Linked DNA regions of Cyprinus carpio: region 2 is linked to region 1. A link is a contact called in public Hi-C data. All regions are on one chromosome and are shown on one strand. Each heading gives the region's core, a stretch centred on a gene start, on an enhancer-like site or on the middle of the called end of the contact. The rest is flanking DNA. Distances are from core to core; before and after follow the strand shown.

The links. A called contact is a pair of places that touch in the nucleus more often than the background predicts.
Region 2: a Hi-C map of red blood cells shows a contact between it and region 1, with 7 times the contacts expected there. The contact joins the promoter of LOC109089605 here to the enhancer-like site in region 1. A contact is called at or near these places in 2 of 8 Hi-C or Micro-C datasets (liver and red blood cells).

Annotation. Positions count from the first base shown.
Region 1 is chrB23:10,422,609-10,427,976 of ASM1834038v1, reverse strand. All of the region lies in intron 3 of LOC109089605 (microtubule-associated serine/threonine-protein kinase 4-like), which reads left to right. Among protein-coding and RNA genes, the nearest start is that of LOC109089605, 43 kb to the left of the region's middle. Within about 2 kb of position 3,111, at least 1 of the 8 cell types and tissues checked has an H3K27ac peak or open chromatin away from gene starts, as enhancers often do.
Region 2 is chrB23:10,466,159-10,471,526 of ASM1834038v1, reverse strand. It overlaps LOC109089605 (microtubule-associated serine/threonine-protein kinase 4-like), which reads left to right and starts at 3,157. Exons shown (of 30, transcript XM_042750781.1): 1 at 3,157-3,627. The coding sequence starts at 3,367.

The sequences.
Region 1 (5,368 bases), core at 1,862-4,361:
ATTTGAACAGATTAAATTTAAGCTTTTATTTACATAAACATTGATCAATGCGCATGCATAGAGAACATCAAATATTGTAAACGTGGAAGCTCAATCGTGTTTATTTGACAGGAAAACAAACCACATTGGATCTCGTTCATCAAGCAAGAACTGTTGAGCTTCTGTTTTTTTTTTTGTTGTTGTTTTTTTGAATGTGCAAATGTTTGACACCAATAATTAGCACATTTGATCACATAATTTTAAATAACAGTTTTGTTGTTCTTCCTAAAGACTGGCCAGTCTACTATAGGATCCAATGATGTTCCAAAACCAACAAGGATGTTGTTGTACTTGGGTAATTGCATGCAGCGGGTTGACTCAATTGTTTTCTTCATTGAATGTGTTTCCTGTGGTTCTACAGGAAATAAGTGTGATGGTATGACTTTTCGCTTTTGTCAGTGAAGTGGTTTCCAGCCAATTATGTTTTCAAGTCCTGCATGGGTTGAAAAGCTTTGTTGTTGAAAACCGTTTCCTTGAATTCACTTGAGGAAGTACAGTGTTTGCATTCATACCCCGCTACAGGGAGCTTTCCCAAAACCAAATGACAAATGACAAGTGCTTAACTGTAACTAGTTGTCTTTTTTACTCTAACTTTAAAAGGGAATGTTGTAGCCTAATTGTTTCCTTCTCCTACCATTCACTGTACTTGCTGAATCGGGACTAATTCTCCCAATATAATCTTCCACAATTGTTCCTCTACAGAGAAGAGACATATTTTAATCCAAGCTCTTTGCCTTAGTTTGAAAGAATTTTAAAATGCCAACGTCAGATTACGCTTCTTATCATTCTCTCACCAAATGAACACTGTTCTCCTGTAGGCAAACTGTGATAGATGAGCTGACGAAGAACAGTGTTTTACATTTTTACACGTTTGACCTTCTAAAATAATTTTCATACATATTCTGCAGGTATCTGTCAATCTCTTTTTTTTTTTTTTGCTGCTCCGTAACTGGTATCGTTCAAGCTTCGCTGGAGAAACAAGGAGAACTGAGGGGAACCCACTTAATATTCACATGGCAGACACGGTGAATTGAAATGAATGAGTGAGAAAGACTGAGGGTATGCAAGTGTTGGAGCAAGAGAGTGTGTTTGTGTGGGAAGGTGAGAGAATGTGTGCGAGAGGGCGAGCAAGAAAAAAAACACAGTAGACTGTGAAATTGACGATTGGGATTGGCACGATGGCCGTCGCTTAAAGTTTCATCTCTACATGTTAATAAGACTGCACTGCTGTATAACACTCCAGGAGTAAGAAGATTGGCGAATGGATGCCTTAAAAATACCACTACAGCTGCCCATGAAATCACACTATATTGACTCCCGATATGTAGCTGGTTCTGAGGATAATTAGTTTTTGGAGGGCATCTTACTTGGAAAAACCAGGTCATACCAGCTTACCGGTGATCAAGTTGATGGAACATGGTAGCTGGTTTGTTGCCGTTACTATATAAAACGATCTACGGGATGGACTTGGACCATGCCAAATGATAGTCTAGCTATGTATTGCTGGACTTTTGACTGTTAGCATTAGTTCTAGTCCACTTGCCAGCTTATTTTTGGCATTGTTTTTTTTTTTTGCCAAATCTATAAAATTACCAAAGCTGTAACCATAGTGGAATACAATTCTGCTCATCGAGATATGGTGTACTTGCTTCTGAGTGCCACAAACAAACTCTGAGTATCTCCCTGAGTGCCTTGTAAACTTATCTGTTGATTATTCGATCTTTAAAAATGCTCATTGTTAACACAAATTGCTACCTGTCTTGACTCCTTAAAGCTGTGTAACAGCAGTCAAATGGAGCTGTCCATTTTAGCATGCAGCTGCTGAGAATAGTAGGATGTTCAAAACTGCTACTGGTTGGGGAAGATTGCTTTAACAAATAGTCCTAAAGGACAAGTTCACCAATTTTCAACCAGCTTTATATTGTTAGTGTCAGATGCATAGGCGTCATTAGCAGGCGAAAAGTTGGGACTGGTTCTAAAATTAACATTCAAGTGCCAAATGCAACCCAAAATATCAGTGTTCATGTTCCTTATAACATGTATCTAACTATCTTCCCAAATTTGTAATAGTTTATAAATATTTGGTCAGTACATTTTCTCAAGTCACCAGCCATTGGCAGACGTGGCAAATAGTTAATTTACAACTCCGAGGAAACCTCTTACATTTATGCTGGTTCCTGGTTTACCTGACCCTGATCTAATTTGTTTCCTAGGGGGCGTTCACACAGGATGCATTCTTGTGTTCAAAAACCTATGCATGCATTTGCCAATTTGCCAAAAGCCTAGAGCTCATTGCGCAAGACACTGAAAAAAAAACTATGTGAATGGCAACAGAATGACCAGAGACACCGGCTGCATATTTATAAAAGTAGCAACACTGCTTTAAAATGGAAAATCTGAAAGATGCTACTTTTTGAGATGGTTTTGTTGTTCAAGCTTGTTTATGATGGAAGGCAAGGAAAACTCTTTCTCTCAGCTATGACTCATCACAATAATGAAGAAAGTGCTCTTATTGTGTGGTCCTCTCATCCTATTTCTGGCCAATTCTCCATGGCCATGACCGCAGAGGCTTCTGACCTTCACTTCAGACTCCTTATCTGCAGCTCCAGTTGAAAGACAAATAGGAACTCAATACCGTTCAACGTCAGCTTGCTAACACCACTGACCAAATGTGGACGCACACACAGGATGCCAGCTGCATTGTTTAGTGCTGGCAAAACAATGCACAACAGGATTTCCTGTCTCTTCTTACCCTGCAAGCAGTCACTCCGGGCGCCACAGAACATGCCTGTTTCGGGGGTTGGTGGGTTGTGGGTGGGTATGAATCAACTGCCCTCATGGGATTTTACAATGAATTTCAGCTGCTGGTCTTCACCCCCCCACCCAATCCTCTCTTATTCCTCCTGCATTCTCTATCTCTCTTGCTCTTCCATCAAACATACATTCACAAGCTCTCTCTCTTTCACATGCTCACATCCTCTCTTCTCTTCAAACACGTACATGCTCCCACATTGTCCTGAAGTTCAAAGAGAGCGAAACAGCGACGTGTCAGCTGACCGGCCCCCTCCAATCAGATAAGTTCTGATGTAAGTCTTTAGCAGCTGCTCGAATCAGATGGAGTGTGCCTGTTGGATCGCAGGAGCGCTAGAGGAGGCAGCGCGGTGCAGTATGGCTAAGTAGCAGTGAGACACGCACACACACAGCGAGAGAGTATGCGCTCTTCGCCTCCAGCATGGATGAGTCCAGCATTCTGAGGAGACGTGGGCTACAGGTAGGGAATATAGAGCGTGGGTGTGGGTGTTTGCCGCTTCGTTGGTAGTTTTGTAGCTTTTGCGTGAACACTTGGGTGTGGGATGAATTACAGAATAGAGTCTGTGTCTTTGCATGCTGAAACATCCGTATGCTGCACTGGAAGACAAAATGAGTTTTGTCACTGAAAAGACTGCACAGTGCAAATATTGGTAATGATTTCTGTTTCTCTGCAAATAGTTTATACCTTGTTAATTTCATTTTAAACAAGATCAGCAACTTTACAAAACTGTTAAAAACAAGAAATGTATCTTTTTAAAAGAAGTTGTCTTTGTTAGACTGTTGAGTTCTTGGTTATCGTAATAAAACCTTGAAGTTTCTGATAGAACACTTTATATTGTTTATTATTTTAATTGTTTTTTATTGTATTTAGGCTGGATTCTGTGTAATATAGTTTCAGAGCAGTTTTAATGAATGAATTTAATAATCTGTTAGACTTTTCCATCTTGGTGTGTAATTTGTGTATTATTGGCAATAACTGTGAAATTATCCAATATATTCGTGATTTTGAAAAGTTTCTGTATTCATTGTTGTACGCTATTATCACTAATGTATTCCAAACCAGTATGACTTTCTTCTGTAGAACACAAAAGAAGATCATTTAAAGAACCACCCCAACCAAAAAACAGAAAAAAAAACAAAAATTCCCTCAAAATGTTTCCTCCACATATTAAACAAAGATTAAAAAAAACATTAGAACAAAATAATGATGAATGAATTTAATTATTTAATTAACATCTCTTGAAATAGTGATATTAAAGCGACTTGTATGATCTATCCCTGTATATTTGGAGTAACGGCAGTGTGAGTTTATCATAACAAAAAAGCCACCCATCTATTATATTCTAATCTCATGAAATAGAAATAACAAATGTGCGACTCTTGTAGTATTTTCTTTGTTTAGGCAAGGGAAAGGACACTTGTTTCTAAACTCTGTGTGCTGTGGACATCACCACAGCTGGCAATAAAACAAAAAGATTGTTTGCCCTGAGGACAAGATTCAGAGTTCTGCTGTATGATTTCATGTGGGAGACGGTGTTTTCATTTGTCAGTCAAATACATGTCAGTGCACTGTTTCACACTCTATATTGCCTCAGGCTATGATCTCATGCAGTAAATCAGAGACTGGGGGGACTGGGACATGCAGGAAACTTCCTGAATCGAGTTACTGTTGTAATTGTCACTACAGCAGAGAAAGTGAGTGTGTTACATGGCTAAATTTAGACAGGTTGATGTCAGTGAGAAGGTTGAGTCAATTAGCTGCATTATGTCAATTACATCAAGGTAGCTGCAGCATGCAGGGCAATTGTTTTAAGAACCACTAAACACAGTGTCACTTCTAATTGTGTTTGGGAGAGTTGAATGTAATTAAGTTGGAGTTTAAATTTAAAGGCTTGTTTACACCAAGAGTGGATATTCTGTATTTGTCTGACAGAAGAGAAACAAAACAAGGCTTTTCCCTATTCATTCATTCATTCGTTCATTCATTCATTCATTCTTGTATTTTTTCATTCATTCATTCATTCATTCATTCATTCGTTCGTTCGTTCATTCGTTTGCTCGTTCTTGTATTGTTGCATTCATTCGTTCACTCATTCTTGTATTTTTTGCATTTATTAGTTCACTTATTCTTGTATTTTTTGCATTTATTCGTTCACTCATTCTTGTATTTTTTGCATTTATTCGTTCACTCATTCTTGTTTAATTTTTTATTAATTCTTGTATTCATTCATTCTTGTATTTTTTCATTCATTCATTCATTCATTCATTCATTCATTAATTCACTCATTCATTCATTCATTCTTGTATTGTTGCATTCATTCGTTTGCTCATTCTTGTATTTTTTGCATTTATTCGTTCATTCATTCTTGTATTTTTTTATTAATTATTGTATTCATTCATTCTTGTATTTTTTGCAATCATTTATTCATGATTGTATTTTTTTGCAATCACTCATTTTTATTTATTTTACCTCCTTTGTTTATTCATTCATCTATTTGTTTTTCTTATTTTCTTTTTT
Region 2 (5,368 bases), core at 1,908-4,407, 44 kb before region 1:
GACCTCGTACAGTCATCTACAGTGTCTGCAATGTTGTTTATGTGTATGGGAAAAAAACTCACAGCTTTCATGCAACACGAGTAAAGAGAGTTTTTACCAGCACATGGAACGTGTTGTTGTCAAAGCGCGAAAAACGCCAACCACACAGTGATCAGTGGGTTTGATAAAATTTGTAAGAACATCCTTTCAATTTGTTTACATGGCAGGGCATATTCTGAGAAATGAACTTGAGCAAGATTGAAAAAAAATCTAATATAGTTCCATTACATAATTTGTTCCAACATGCGGGTAAAACATATACAGAGCAGTCAAAGGGACATTCACAGGAAATTGGTCATATATTTAGAGTAATGAACAGCAGTTTTAAAATCCCCCACCTGTATGATTATCAAAACTTTTACCACTCATTGCTTTGATCACCTGACGAATGGAAGACGACGGTCTTGATCCTTGATTAAGATAAGAGTGTGTGGGCTGTTTTTCTCTGTGTGACATTGTGGTAAAGGTTAAGAGTGAATCAACATCTTTTCAGAATGATACAAGGATAGTGAGATGATAATGAAAGTGGTGAAAAAAAAATCCATATTTACACATGCGGTGCAATCAGAAAGTATTAAGACCCCCCCCCCCCCCCCCTTTTTTTTTGCATTGCATTGCAGCCATATACTAAAATGCATTCAATTATTTATTTTTTTTTCCCCACATGAATTATTATTTATGTAATAATTTTTATGTGATTTTTTTAGCTGTAAGACCTTATAAGTGTGCCTTTCCAAATCATGTCCAATTTACTGAATTAATCACAGGTGGACTCCAGTCTAGTGTAGAAACACTTTTAAAGATGATTTAGAGAAATGTGATGCACCTGAGCTATATAGCAAAAAGTCTTAATAACTATGTGATATTTCAGTTGTTTCTTTTCAATAAATTTACTTTGTTATTGTGGGGTGTAGTGTGTATATTGACATGCTTTTTAAAGGTATTTTATCATAAGGTTTCAACATTTTTTTTTTTTTTTTGGATAAACCTTAAATCCCTAACCCTAACCCCAATGAAAACAAAACAAAACAATTTTAACTGCACACCAGTGTGCAAATTCTACCTTTTTCAATTGTTAAATAGGTCATATTGGGAATATCACAGGCCAAGTTATAAAATCAAACTATTGTAGATGTACGCCATCTAGTGTGAAATAAGTGTACCAACTAACTACTAGATATTTCACCTTTTGTAATGTAATAACTGTCACAGTACACAGTTGATGGTAACACTAGACATTTTGCTGATATTTTTCACAAGTAAATATCCGCTACCAGTCATTAGAGTAATAATAGTCTGTCTGCTTATTATCTGCTAACACTTTATTTTGAAGGTTCCCCATATCCTACTGTCTACAACTTTGCAAGTATGTCAACTTATTCTACTAACCCTAACATTTTAGAGTTAACATGTAGTTACAAAGTTACTTAGTAGAATTCCTAAAGTGGACTATTGAAATAAAGTGTAACCAAAGTGTTTTTATTATTATTATTTTTATTTATTTACTAATTAATTCATTTTGCTATATAATATTTCCTAAAAAAGTCTATATTGCAATGATCTGATTTTAATTGTGGTTCCAAATAAAGCATTTAAATATGTGTGCATGTTTATTTCCTAAAAAATATGTTTGACAGAGCTACAGAGTGAATCTATAAACCTTGCAGTGATTTGTAAATTTACAGTTAAGTCAGGTGAGGCACAGTTGCTGTAGCCATGAACTACAGTAGACTGAACTCTTGCTGATAAAGAGACCGTAGAGCACATCCCATTGCTTTTTTAAACACTTACAAGAAATGTGGTTCTTTCAACAGTCTGAGGATCCTTAAATCAATGGTACTTCTTACCTGATGGTTTGGTAATCTCTTGGACACATTTAGTGAATCTTTATGGACTAATCACAAGAATTATCACCTGAGAGCACAAGGCTCTGTTTATAAAGCACTATGACCTCAATATTGTGTATTGTTTGCGCATATTTAAAATCTGAAAAAAAAAAAAATGCTTATGATCTTTTAAATTAAAGATGGAATATCTGTGCTTGTTATGTTTTCTCAATCACTTTGGCTTAATTCTCTGTTTTCCCCTCAAAACAATAGAGTATGCTGATAAAAACTGATGAGTTAATGCAAAATACATTTATCAAAATCTGTCAGGCACACATGTATATTCCATAAATATCTATGACATGGTATGATTTGGACATGGTACATTTTACCATTAAACAATAATTTTGGTAGCATGGAGCTTGTTATCGTTTTGACTGGTGTATTATAGTAAGCAGTGAGTGTCAACAGAAAATTAAATAAACACATTTTTCCAGGATTGACTTCCATGGTGACAAATCATCTAAACATTTTGATCAGTAGGGGTCACTGTTTCATTTTGGTGACACTGGTCAGTTTACTGACACAGTAACTGGGTTTTGAAGCATGAATGGAATGAGTGATTTACTGTTTTGTATACAGTACATGCATTAGAGTTGTGGTTTCCCATAAAACAGTTGTGACAATTGCACTTACAGTTTAAAGATTATTAGGGTTACACTTTATTTTGATGGTCTCTTTTAAAAATTCAGTTAACTATAAGTAACTACATGTCATCTTATTCTCTTTAGAGTATTAGTAGAGTATTTGTGGAGTATTACTATACCTGAAACTTATGTCGTTGAAATGTTTTTCTTGAAAAGTGTGCTTGAGATCTCTCTTTAAAATAACCTAAATGCTACTTGGTTTAATTTTAAGGTGTGTCTTGAGTGTTTAAATACTTTTAAGGGGAATTTCATATTGCAGGAATCCACTGCGACTATCCCCGTCTTCGGTGCACACGGGAAGCCCTAATCTAATCGGAAACATAACATGAGAGTAGCCTGAACAAAACAATATTGTAGACAATAAAGCTAAATCTCTGGCCTACGTGTAAAATAATAGAAATAATTCGTGTCTCTTGATTTCATAAAACGAAATAGAGTTCCTTTCTATCCCTGCTGTGACTCAACACCTGTCAGGGTTCTTCCGACAAACCTTTTTCTGTGGGCGCCATTGATTTAAAAGTCCTTGACCAGCGAGCTCTTTTCTCATTGGCTGATGGGCGGGGTTTGTTTGGCCAATGAGCGTAGACTTTAGTTAAAGACACTGCGGCGCTGCTAAGCAGGACGCGAAACAAACTTCACTTTCAATGGATGTTTGTCATGTTATGAAGACTTATGTTAGTTAAAATTACAGCAGTACAGTGAAGGGAGTTCTCTCGGGCGCTCAGCTGGACCTCAAATAAGGTGTCCTTCAGCATGTCATTAGTTTAAGACAATTAACGTGATGTTTTAGGGCAATGGAGAGTGAGCAGTCAGAAAAATTTGGAGGCGGCGGAGGCGACTCATCAGGCTCCGACACGCTGTCAGAAGTCGAGACAAGAGCCGAGCCGTATGAATCCGAACTACACTTGGAAGAATTTAAATGTCACTCCTCAGATTTTGTAGGTCTTGAGGAAAAAGTGAAGGGAAGTGATTCTGATGAATGCAGCGACGAGATAAAAGCGAGAAACGGGGACCATCAGGAGGAAGGAGAAAATGAAGGGGACGAGGACGAAATGGTAAAGTAACTTACATTGATTATTGTAGCACCGAACACTTGTGACATTCCGTTTGCGTTTGTTTGAATAATGAAAGCTGGAAGCTCGCGACTGCAGGTGTTTATTTGAGAAGTGTAAAAGATTTCCCATGTTGTTACTGTAGTTTTGGAGAATATTTGGTATTTCCCCTCTTTGATACTGATTGATATTGATATTCAACAACCATACACTCTGCTCCAACCTCTAACAGAAGTGTTACACATGCTGTTAATTCATTTGAACTTACCTATTTAATATTTGTATTTTTTTTTAACTTTAATTATTATTTTTGTTAACTTAAGATAAAATCGAAATATCGCTGTACGAATGATTGGCCTTTTCAGATTATATCGATAGTCACGTGTTAATTGTAATATAACATGCACACTAAATTGCGATTGCAAGGCTATAGTTTACTCATACTGAATTATGATCGGTCTCGTCTTTTAGCCTACATCTGTTTTCTCCTCCACATGTTTAACTTATGTTTTTGTCTTCCACGTTTAACCATTTACAAAGATAAAGTTGTTTTATTCATGCATGTCTCTTAAATAAATAAATAAATAAATAGATGCACACATTTGCAAATTACAATAAAATATAGGCACAACAGAAATTTGGGTACTTTATTTGTATTTTTTAAATACAATTCAGAGTTTGTTCTTTATTAAATCACTTTATCCAAAGACATGTTTATTTAATCAAATATTTATTTACACATTAAAATTTACTTGTTTTATCAAAATATATAATAACATTATGTAAATGGGTTTGCCCTTTCAGTAGATAAAATTGGGAGTTGTTATGTTTATCATATTAGCAAAATTACACTTAATATAATATTTTACAGAGCCTAACCATGTGAAGATGTTACAAAAAAAAAAAAACAAAAAAAAAAACAAATTGGTGTTTTACAAAATTGTGCATCACCTTAAAGTCAACATGAACTCAACCCAGTTTACTCTATAATTAAATGTACCTGGTCTTATTGTGAATGATGCATCGGTGCATATCATAATCTTTCATCAATGTGTAATAACTTACTCTACATCTAGCAAGACCTTCCTTTCCAATTGCTGTCACCAAGTCTTTTCTTTCTTTCTTTCTTTCTTTCTTTCTTTCTTTCTTTCTTTCTTTCTTTCTTTCTATTTATCATTATTATTGTTATTATTTGTAATCCATGTTTTCAAGCACCTTTTACTTTTCACCAATCATTACTCTGTAGTCTCACCCTAAACTGTGAATACCATTTAAAGTTATTTGTCTAAAGGCATATGTGCAGTGTTGTACATCTCAATGATTGCAGACAGGGGGTTTCTAACATTTAGCTGTCATTCATTTAACTGCTATTTGTAGGTGTTCATTTACAGGTATTCTGCATATGTACTTTGAACTTTCTCACATGCATTTTCATCTGGTTTCAGTTTCATTCAGCTGTGTACAGGTATGTTGTATGTGATTTGCACATGGTATAAAAACAGAAGCACCATTTGCTTGTTTCAAACAATAGGTTCTTAAAACCAAAGTGAAATTCTGTGACCTTTGTTTGCCTATTCTAACCTGAAAAGTAGGTTAGTCATTGTCAAACTCTGACTGGTTTGTCCAGCATAGTTAACATGTCAGACCCTTTTCACTGGGTGTGACGTCTAATTGGCTTGCCCAAGGATTAGATGGCTTAGACACACCAATCAGATACCTGAGATGCTTGACGCTCTCAGAGCCA